Regions from separate parts of the Rattus norvegicus genome. Here region 2 is linked to region 1. The links are chromatin contacts, called in public Hi-C maps. All regions are on one chromosome and are shown on one strand. Each heading gives the region's core, a stretch centred on a gene start, on an enhancer-like site or on the middle of the called end of the contact. The rest is flanking DNA. Distances are from core to core; before and after follow the strand shown. Region 1 has its middle 88 kb from the start of Ctxn3. Region 2 overlaps LOC134483032 (a long non-coding RNA gene).

Evidence for each region. Hi-C and Micro-C count contacts between places; a contact is called where the count stands out from the background.
Region 2: a contact with region 1 is called in a Hi-C map of psoas muscle, with 1.8 times the contacts expected there. The contact joins two enhancer-like sites.

The regions. Positions count from the first base shown.
Region 1 is chr18:53,214,450-53,220,422 of GRCr8, reverse strand. No RefSeq gene overlaps it. Among named protein-coding and RNA genes, the nearest start is that of Ctxn3, 88 kb to the right of the region's middle. Within about 2 kb of position 3,467, at least 15 of the 93 cell types and tissues checked have an H3K27ac peak or open chromatin away from gene starts, as enhancers often do.
Region 2 is chr18:53,318,060-53,323,237 of GRCr8, reverse strand. LOC134483032 (a long non-coding RNA gene) reads left to right here. Exons shown (of 2, transcript XR_010059847.1): 2 at 1,243-4,906. Among named protein-coding and RNA genes, the nearest start is that of Ctxn3, 190 kb to the right of the region's middle. Within about 2 kb of position 2,032, at least 6 of the 93 cell types and tissues checked have an H3K27ac peak or open chromatin away from gene starts, as enhancers often do.

The DNA.
Region 1 (5,973 bases), core at 2,218-4,717:
TTCATTCCGTCTGCTAATAAGCTTTTACGGAAGCCATGCTGGGCTCTTTCTGTGTCTTGTCTAAGCCTCATCCTTACGGGACAGAAACAATAGCCTGGAAAGGCTGAGGTGCCCTCCTGGCTTCCTGTGGGCGAACCCTTGCATGGAATCATGAGGTTTCTTTCCCAGCCAGTGTGGATTATACACTTAACTACTGAAACTCCCCATTTTGCAAGTTATAGGACCTAAAATTCGTGCAAAACTAATTCTGACTTCCACTAGGTATTTCTAGATTCAACTAAGTCCTTTATCGTCTCAAAGACAAGGTCGGAGCAGAAGGCAGAAGCATCAGGGTTGAACACTTCGGGAGCCATGTTTATGTTTGATTGATCTGTTTCCACAGCAGTAGTAGAGGTAGCCAAGTGTAATAAAATGCCCAAATTAATTAAAACCACAATATTGGAAATCTTTACAATCATGTGTTTTATACATCATTCTTTCTGTTCCTCACACTGTTGCCAGCTTCTAGCTAAATTCTCTTGGTCATACAAGTCTTAAATGTCGAGAACTATGTGAAGACTGTAACTCAGACTCCAAAACCTAATATTACCACGCAGTTCACCGGAGCCATACAAGTACCCACGTCCCCTCTCTGCCTGTGCACCGATTCTGTTCTCTGTGAGCTGCTTGAGAAACTGCTTGTCTACCTTCCTTCCCCAAGCAGGTCACTAGCCTTTTACTATGGTAGGTACAAAAAATTTGGATGAAACTCATTTCTATTGTAGATACTTAATTTTCTAAATGCTGAAAAACTATAGCTAATTGCTTACTGTAATAACAAATAATTCTCCCAGTTAAGAATTCAAGTATTAGGAGTTATTTGTGTCGAGTAGAAATACTTTATGAAAAACAAGTGTTATGAATAAATTGAATCTCACTTATTTTAAAAATTCAGAGCTGAGATTATTGAGACACGCTTTTAATCCCATGACTTGGGAGACTGAGGCAGGAGGATTCCCATGAATTTGAGGTCAACATTGAATGAATAGTGACTTTGAGGCCAATTGGTCTATAGCAACAACCTGTCTCTGAGAGTAGGGGGAGAAAATTGGTAATAAAAAGCTTTTGGTTGTAAAATAAACAGACATCTTAGTGTAGGTGTTTCTTAGTTATGTATTCAAAGCTGCTCTGAAACTCTAGTTTTCCACGGGGAGCAGTTTGAGACAGTCTCATGTCAATCGTTATTTTCTATATAATTCATGGTTTTGCTATCATTTGGGGTTTATTTCAGGAAAACAACAGGGCATGGATCTGCAATGAACATTTTCCCAAGGGAACACCACAGTTTCATTGATCTGGGAAAGTCCTGGGAAAGCCACAGCATCGATTATATTTAGTCAGTACACAGTAAGCAGCCCCCAGAGGACTCAGTTTTCTTGTAGAGTGAAAAGAAAATGAAGGCTGCTGTGTGGGTTCCTTTGCATGTCAATTAAAGTTCTCCTCATAACATACAAGCCTCTCCTCCTTCCAAGTCCCTCAAACATTCCTGTAAGACTCAAATGTGTAAATACCTATGCTAATCTAAAAGCCTCATGAAATAGCCTCTTGCTAACTCTGTCCCCAGTCCATGATGATGAGAAATTAATACAGATTTCTGTCATTTGGGGCTTTTTCTCCTTTGCCCTCTACTCACTGTCTTTAGGGGTGACCTTGTGTCGCACAGGATGACCCAACTTGGGAAGATTTCTACTCTGAGTCCACCACAACAAAGAGTTCACTGATTTTGATTGTGGTTTGGTTTTGTTAGTTCTTTTTTTCCCCCAAATACAGTATTATTAGGAAATGGTAGAGACACTGGTTGAGAATCACTGATAACCCACATCCTCTGTCCCTAAAATCAAGTCATGTACAGAGGGCGTCTGCTGTGCAATGTCCAGGGCATCCGCATAGGTCAAGCACCGCTTATGACCTGCTTTGCTCGGTTCTAGAAAACCCCGAAAGGAAGCCATTATCTGAAGACCCCTCTGCAGAGTCAACTTCCTTAGAACAATTCCAGAAGAATCTGTGCGGTTCTGCTAGGTTTCATCTACCTCTTAGTTTATTTGTTTATAATGCAAGTACGCATTGCTTTCTCAGGGAAACCATGTGCTTAGCAAAGGCCCACTGGACTCCCGAGGAGCTTGTAGTGAATGAAAACCAAATAAAATATAATGGGAAAAACATAGTTTCAAAGGCTGAAAGTTCTCTGTAGATTAAAAGAAGTGTTGATGGAAATGAAGGAGGTACGTGTATGTGTGTGTGTGTGTGTGTGTGTGTGTGTGTGTGTCCCTGTGTGTAGGCCTGTGAGTGGTCATGTGTATGTGTGTAGGTTCATGTGCATCATGTGTGTATGTGCGTAGGTTCATGCGCATGTGTGTACGTGTTCACCTATGTGTGTGTGTGTACACTTGTGCTGTGTGGATGGGTCTGAAGTTAAAGCATTTACACTTGTTCTCTGGCAGTAGACATTTCCAGGCCCCATGATAGGCATTACCTGTTCCAATAGAGCTTTGGCTTTTTCCTCTGCTTCCTTCAGGCAAATCTCCAAGTGTTCCAGTTGTTCCAAAGTAAGTATTGTCTGTCCACTGTCTGGTGAGTTTCCCTTTAAAACAAAAATCAAGGCGCTTTTGTTGTTTTTTGTTTGTTTGTTTGTTTTGGTAGGACCTTTTTTATAAACGACTTTATGAACTGAGGCTCAGTTTAGTTCATAGACTCATACCAATCTTCTCTTCCTACTATTAACAAAATAGAGTTTTATAGGAACAACCTAGTTGAAAAGGAAGGCAAAAGATTGGAACAAGGAATGACCTCAGAATATGGGGATAAAATGGCCCCTGTTAGAATTTGGTTAATTTGCAACTTTTGTTCTTCAAGAGGTTACGATCAAAGTTTCACATCCTGATGGGAGGTGTCACCTGTATGCTATGTGTTGAACATTCATCCTTCAGGAAGGTCATGTGAATTCAGAGACTCATGCACCCTTTGATCTTCACCTGTCTGTTCTGAGAGACACCTGAGCAAAGACAGCCGTAGTTAAGAATGACATCGCTCTTCCCACACAGCCTACCTAGAAGACTTAAGCCAGCAGAAATAAACTGCTTAAAATTACTCTAAAGTTACATTCTACAAGCTATGGGATGAATAGAGAATTGGGCCTCAATAAGTTACAGACGGGACACTGAATCTTGAGAATGCCCTAAGTATTCTTCCATTAATGTGGCAACCACAATTCACAATCAGTTTGAAAACTTACAGCAGAAAGGTTCCAATCAGAGCAAGCGTTATGATCTCCTTGGGTGTGTATTGTTTTCTTGCTGATGCTCCTGCTGGGCAGATGTTTCTGATCAACCCTACAAAGAAAATTGTGGTCCTATATACTCCAACAGGTTTGTTTTTCTCCTCTGGTTTATGAAACCACCGGTTTAGCACGTGCATTCCCTGGTAATACTAGAGTGCCATCTGGTGGTAAGAGGAACCAGCCATTTAAAACAAAACCATTCAGTTTGTCTATATGCAGAATCCTGGGCCTCCGCCACTGAAATCAATGGACCACCATAGGATAAAGGACAGAGGGAGGTTTCGAGGACACAAGAGATTTGGCTTCTAGAGCAAAGTGTGCCCTGTAGAGCTGCGTAGCTCCCTCCAAAGTTTGCCTGTAGGGGATGAATGAATATCTTAGGCCTAGAACAGTGTTGGTAAAGGCAATGTGGAGCCCAAAGTCCTCCTTACACCAGAGTGATTCAGTAATTTTAAGAGTAGAGTCACAACTTGTCAAAAAACAGAAAACACTTGTGTGATGTCGAGCCCCAACTGATACATTTTACACAAAAAGCCCTAAACTTAAATCTCAGGAAAACATCCCAGAAGAGGAGTAGAAAAATTTTAAGAGTTCGAGCACTGAGACAGTGTTTTCTAGGAACGATAGAGGAGTCGTATCAAAATCGCAACCATATGGTTGATTAAGCAAAACCTGAAAAATGACACCACCAATTGACATAGCAGAGTAGGTGAGGGATTCTTGAGAGGTTTTATTCATAGAAGAACTACAGGCAATCAATGGCTACTGTGAGGTAGGGTCTCAAGTCTTCTTCAAGGATAACCCCTGCCCCCAAAGATTCACCAATCCCAAGAGATCAGCCCTAAATACGCATGAGCAACACTGAGTGATCTCAGCAGGGTGTACTTACAAGTGTATACGTATATGTATAATAATGATACTTTAGTGGGCTCAAATGTTCTCAAAAAAGCAGCCTCGAAGGCGGTCCCTGGATATTCATACTTAGGAATAAACCCGTGCTGCAGGACATTTTTTTTTCAGAAATGGAAAATCATCAAGAGGCCAAACTATCACACAGAAGTATGTGGAGCTGGCTCCATTGCCGGGGAGAATCATCTTGCCTGGAGTTGGATATCAAGAGAAAAGTTTTAAAAATCTGTGTCAAGATCGGTTAATCCATTTCTTAGTTCTTTTCCTCCAAACACCCGAACTTCCCCAACCAAGAAGTTTAAATGTGTAAGACAGAGACGCTCTGTGATGTAAAGCGAAGCCAAAGAGACTGCTACTGAAGACTGGAAGCAAAGGGCTTTCATGAAGACAGTATGAGGGACTCATCCTACAGTCCAGGGGCAGCAAAGCCCCAGGAAACTGTAAAATGCAGGGTCTGCACCTGCGCATGCGCCCAGGCACAAGCTGTTCTCCCCTATTTTCTTAAGCATCCCAGTGGCTCCCTTCACTGACTAAGAGAAAAAGCTTATACAAAGGCAAACTTCTCAGTAAGAAGCAATTTCATTAACCAAATGAAAAAAATAAAACTTAAGAATAAATTTAGAAGTAAGCACAACATGAAGATTTGACTGGAGGGGTACCCCAAGTTCCAGAAGACCTAAGAAGGCAAAATACAGTCGGTCATTGTTCATTTTGTAGGACGGGAAGGGAAGAACTGGGATGAGTTTGACTCATGAGAATGCAGACACTGCATACTTGTGTTCCTCATAACAATGAACACTCTCGAGGGTTAAAAAATTGACAGGCATGCTCGCTTCAGCAGCACATACACTAAAAAACAATTGACGGGTAAATTATACTAATTAACAGTTTGTTGCCTGGAAACAAAAATGTGAGAATTCCATCAAAGGGTACACTTGCACACTACAGAGAGGAATGTGAATGAGTGTAGACACTGTGAAAGTCAGCATTGTGGGGTCCTCAAGAAAACAAAGCCAGAACTATCATTCCACCCACCTATACCATTCTTGGTTATTGTACCCAAAGGAGTCCAGGTCAGCATCCCTCAGAGATGCCTACACATCTATGTTTATCGCAATGATGCTCACAATAGCCAAGCTAGAGTCAGCCTCGCTGCCCACTGATGAATGGACAAAGGAAATGTGGCAAATATACACAGTGGAGTTTTATTTAGCCATAAAGAAGAACGATATGCCATAAACGGGAAAATGGATGGAACTGGAGATCATTGTGGCTTGTCATATAAGTCAGTCTCACAAAGTGCAGCATATTTTATCCTGTGCATGGAGGAAAGAAGGGAGACTTGAATATAAGGGGGACATTAGGATCTGAAAGGGAAAGGAGGACTGGAGGGAGAAGGAGGCTAACAGAGGGGATGAATGCATCAAAGTTTATTATAAGCAAGCTTGGAAATGAGTTTTTAAGAAGAATATGGTTATATGACATCACAATGCAAAGTACAAGTGATAATATTGTGTTTAAATAAGACTGATTTCTCAAAGGATAAATTCTAATAACTCAATAACTCCTATTTGTAATTTTTAACTTTAGGTCTCTTAAATGTTTCAACATAAATGTCAAGTCAATCTCTGGACATGTAGTTCAGGTGATCAAACTAAAAAACTAGTAAATAATTTTAACCATACACATATTCTTTAATTACAGTAAAAATGCCAAACTAGGTGAACTTGTATTTAGATTAATAGCTT
Region 2 (5,178 bases), core at 783-3,282, 100 kb before region 1:
GTGATGCACATCTGGAGTCCTAGGGGTGATTGTGGGCAGTGTGATGCACATCTGGAGTCCTAGGGGTGATTGTGGGCAGTGTGATGCACATCTGGAGTCCTAGGGGTGATTGTGTGCAGTGTGATGCACATCTGGAGTCCTAGGGGTGATTGTGGGCAGTGTGGTACACATCTGGAGTCCTAGGGGTGATTGTGGGCAGTGTGATGCACATCTGGAGTCCTAGGGGTGATTGTGGGCAGTGTGATGCACATCTGGAGTCCTAGGGGTGATTGTGGGCAGTGTGGTACACATCTGGAGCCCCATTTTCTCAGGAGACTCAAAAAGGAGAATGAAATGAGCCCAGGATTCATGGCCAGCATGAGTCCAAGAGGTCTGACTTCTTAAAAGTAAAGACTGTGGAAAACAAGGAATAGGGGTGAGGGAAGAAGTCACTCTAGCTTGCCATTCATTAGATCTACTTCCTTATTATTTCTTCTCTGATGACACAGCTCAGCACTGGGACAAAACGGTCTCAACATTCAGCGATAAATGCATGCAATACTATTTAGGGAAACTCTCTGGTTTGTATCTAAAACCACATTTCTGGGTGTTGGGATTTATGCATAGTTGCTTAACACAAGTTACTTTCAGCATCTGTCCTGTGTGTGAATTGGCTTGTACAGTAGGTCCTGATAAAAATATGCTCTACACCTGTGGCTGGAGTATGAGGCGTGGAAGGGAGGGAAGACGTGGGGGTGATGTAAACTTTGGCTTTGGAGGTATTAGCAAGTTTCAGATTGCATATGTTAACAAGTCTAAACAAATGCTCCTGCTAGAAAACAACTCATCAGATGGAAGCTATTCCTTGGCTTTGTGGGTCTCGAGGGTCTGCCTGGCCTGTTAATTCATTCACCACGAGGCGCCTCCTCTTAATTCCATTACAAATCTAACAGGGTGATGATGGTACGCGAGTCTGAACTCCTTGGTAAAGATCTGTCATTAACTACAGGAACCAAGACTTGTAGGTCTCGATGCCTGTTCTCATCCACACACCCTCAGCTTAGATGTGCCAGGATAACAGTAGGGAGGGGACTGTGTGGACTTGGCTGAGTACCACTTGCCACATCTCTAACTTGTTATGTCACAATTTCCCAGAGTCTGAGATAGTAAGATGTAGGATAACCACGCCAGTTGTTTGTCAATAACAGGCTGAAGATTTCACAACAGGCTCATGATAAACTCCCTGTTTTCTTCTTGACCCAGAAAACTGATATGTGTCCGTCAAGTTTGGTTAACCCGGCACAAATTACCGTCACCGAGGAAGAGGAAACCTCAAATGAGGAACTTGCTCCCAGCAGATTGGCCTATGAACACTGATTGGTGATTGATGTGGGAGGGCCCTGTCCACCGTGGGCTGGGCCACTCTTTCGCAGGTGATCCTGGGATGTCGGAATGCAGGCTGAGAGGGCATGAGGAGCAAACCAGTACATAGTGTTCCTTCATGGCCTCTGCTTCAGTTTCTGCCCCAGCTTCTGCCTTGACTTCCTTGGATGATGATGGACTGTAAGCTGTGAACTGAAATGCATCCTTTCTTCCCCAAGTTGATTTTTTTTTTTTTTTTTGGTCATGGTGTTTTATCATAGTAACAGAAAGCAAACTGCAATACTACGGGAACCATGTTCGCTGAGTTCTGGTTTAGACCTGAATTTCCAAATACTCTTTTGAAATAGTGAAAGCAACACTACCCTGACAGAATGGTGCCCAGAAATAGATCCTTCGGTAGCAAAGACTGAATCTGACACTCTTGGATGGGAGTCAGGCTGACACAGAATCAACCAGTCAAGCATTTCTGAAGCCAAAATTCAGGATATGCACATGAAATACTTTTTATTGCATCAAAAAATGAAGAGACGAACAAGATACCCCTTTATTTTGTTCAAATGTGACGTTAACTTCTGTCTGCTCTTACTCGGTTCCGCAGTGTTGTACGTAAGCTGACAATTAGTCTCCTCAGTCACTGGTGTACTTCACTTTCCAATGGAGAGCACAGGTGCCCATGATATTAATACTTGGAAGTATATAGTGCTGTAATGTCAAGTATAGAGGTGTCACGGGGCTACTAACTTCCAGGTCTATTTCATCTTGCAAAGCCTAGAACTTCCATTTCCCATTTTCTTCTCCCCAGGGAGCTGCAATTTCTCTTTCTGTTTCTGTGATTTTGACTATTTTGGGTACCGCAAGTAAATAAGATCATGACTTAGCACGTTATCTTCAAGGCTTATTCATACTGAAACACAGATTAGAATTCTCGTCATGTTTCAAGAAGAGTCAAATTCTATGGCCTGAATAGGTTATGTGCTTTCTTTTCTTTAATATTTTGTGTGTGTGTGTGTGTGTGTGTGTGTGTGTGTGTGTGTGTGTGTGTGTGTGCATACTGGGAGGTGTGCATTCCATATGCATGGAGGTGAGAGAACAATTGTATGTAAAATAATAATCTTACTTTTATGTGGTCCCGGGGATCAAATTCAGATTGCCAGGCTTGTACCAGAGCCTTGCACTATAAGTCATTTGGCCCTAGGTGACATTTTATTTAGCCATTGATTCTTCTAAGCACATAGATTGATTCCACTGTTTGCATTGAGTAGGGGACCTCTCTCCCTCCTCTCTCTCCATAGAAATATTTTTGAGATTATATAACCACATTTCTCTCTTCCCCTTCCTCTCTCCACTTACCCGATTTCTTTCAAATTTGTGATCTATTTTTCATTGTCATTGATACCTATATGCACATGTATGTGTATGTTTATTTGTATTTGTACATGAATATATATGTGTAAGTGCATGTATCATATATTATATGTACATATGTACATACGTGTGTATGTGTGTGTATATTCCTAAATGTAACCTGCTCAGTTTACATATGTTACTTGTATGTTTTCAGGGTTGATCATTTGATTTAGGGCTGCTGTTGTATGTGCTTTTCCCTGGGGAAGACTATTTATCCCACTCTCAGCATTCCTTAGTTGCTTATAGTTCTTTATAGAGGGTTGAAGCCTTTTGGTCTTTTCCTCGCAGAGAATATTTCTTGAAATAGTGATCATAGTAGCATAGTAATTATAATAATTTTATAGATGAACTGAAACATGATCTTTTGTTATAAAGTTCATTTGAATTTTTCACAAATACTTTATTTTTTACTTTATTATCAATTAAAAATGTTTTTAAAATGGAAAGGACTTAGAAGTCATCTTAGATCTCATTGCATGACTCTGGTAATTCTTATTGGCATACATGTGAACTTGTGCAGATCATTCTGCCTCAGTCTCCTGAGAACTAGAATTACAGGCATGTACAGTCACACCCGACCACTAGTTGTGTGTATTTGGGGTATGACATGCTAATTTCTTGACTTATGTATGTAATGTACATGGATCAAATGAAGCTAATTAGTATTTTCATTACTTTATTTATTATTTATGTTTTGAACTCCAAAAATTCTATTTTCTTGTTGAATAATAAATTATTAAAAACTATATTCTCCCTACTGTGCTGTAGCCCACTGGAGCCTACGTCTCTCATGTAACTGTATTTTTAAGATTCTTGTTACTCAGTCTTCCTCTTTACCCTCTCTGGTCTCTGAGCCCATGTCTTTAGCTTTCACATATGAACAAGAATATGAATTATTGGTCTTGCCATAGCTGGTTTATTTCACTCCACTTTGTAGCAAATGGCATGATTTTATTTTTTATTGTGGGATAATATTTAATTGGGTATATTTCTAACATTTTAATATTATCAATCCATATGTTGACAAATACTTTGGACGATGTCATGGTTTGGCTCTTGAGAGTAGTGCTTGTATCACCACGGAAGCACGTGTGCCTCACTGGTGCAACGACTTTGCCTCTTTTGGGCGCACATCAGTGGTGGGTTTCCTAGGCAACATATTATTGTGTTCGTACGTGAGGCACCACACTGTTTCCAACAGTGAATGGGTTTCCTTTCCTTCTTATCCTTATCTGTTTTCTTAGTAAAGTTATTATAAACGAGACGAGACGACTGCTGTCCCATTTTGTTTTGCATTTCCTGATGGTTGCCGGTGCTGAGCATTTTGTATCTTACATATTTGCATATCCATTTTTGAGAAAATGTCTGTTTCCATTATTTGGCCATTTTAATGGGATTATTTGGGGTATTCTGCTGTTGAGATTTTTTAGTTCTTTGCATATTACTCCTTCATCTGATCAATAGTTTATAAATATTTTCCTCTTTTCTGTTGCCTAACTATTCTGCTGTCAACTACTGGTTGACTATTTTCTTTGCATTGAAGACACTTCTTAGTTTGACTTAATCCTATTTTCATAATTGCTTTAACTATAGCTTAATGACTAAAGGCTGGGTACTTTATAAAGAAAAGAGGTTTATTTAGCTCATAGTTTTGAAAGGTCGAGGATATCAGTTTGCTCCGTTCTGCGGAAAATTTCATGGTGGATGGTGTCATTAAGGTGGGAATTTGTGCAAGAAGGAGAAATCACATCACTAGACAGGAAGCCAAAGGGGAGTGTCCAGGCTTGTTGCTTTATGACAACCTTCTCACAAGGATTAGTTTACTGTCCTAAGAGGACATTGCCAATTCCTTTGAGGAATGTGCTGCCAGTGATTCAAGGGCCCCACAAAAGATCCCTCATCCCCCAACATCACCACATTAAGAACAATTTCTCAACTGCTGTAACTCCATGGGACAAATCACACCCAAACTCTAGCAAAGTCTCTTTTGTCTGGTTTTGCTTTTATTGAGCTTTTGCTCATAGGGTCTCCTCTCACTATATCTTCTACCAGTGTCCTAAATTGTTTCTCTTATATTTCATCCAGTAGTTTTGTGATGATTGCTTTAAATGACAGATTTATAAAGTAGCTTTTCCTTGTAAGTGTGACCTAAAGCCTTCCCCTGTCTTATGAAATCAGTTTAGACTGCCATTGTGCCTGATACTTGTTTTATTTAGAAATGGAAACCTAATGATAGCGGTGAGGCCGGGGTCATTATGCAGCCTTCATCTAAAACACTAGACTAGGAAACTGACAAAATGTTATAACCATCCAGAGGTTGTTAGAAAGACATAGAAGATTGTTGTGAGGCAAATTAATTCAGTGTAGTCTTTCTTTCATCTACTTTTTCAAAATAGAAATGCCAAGATT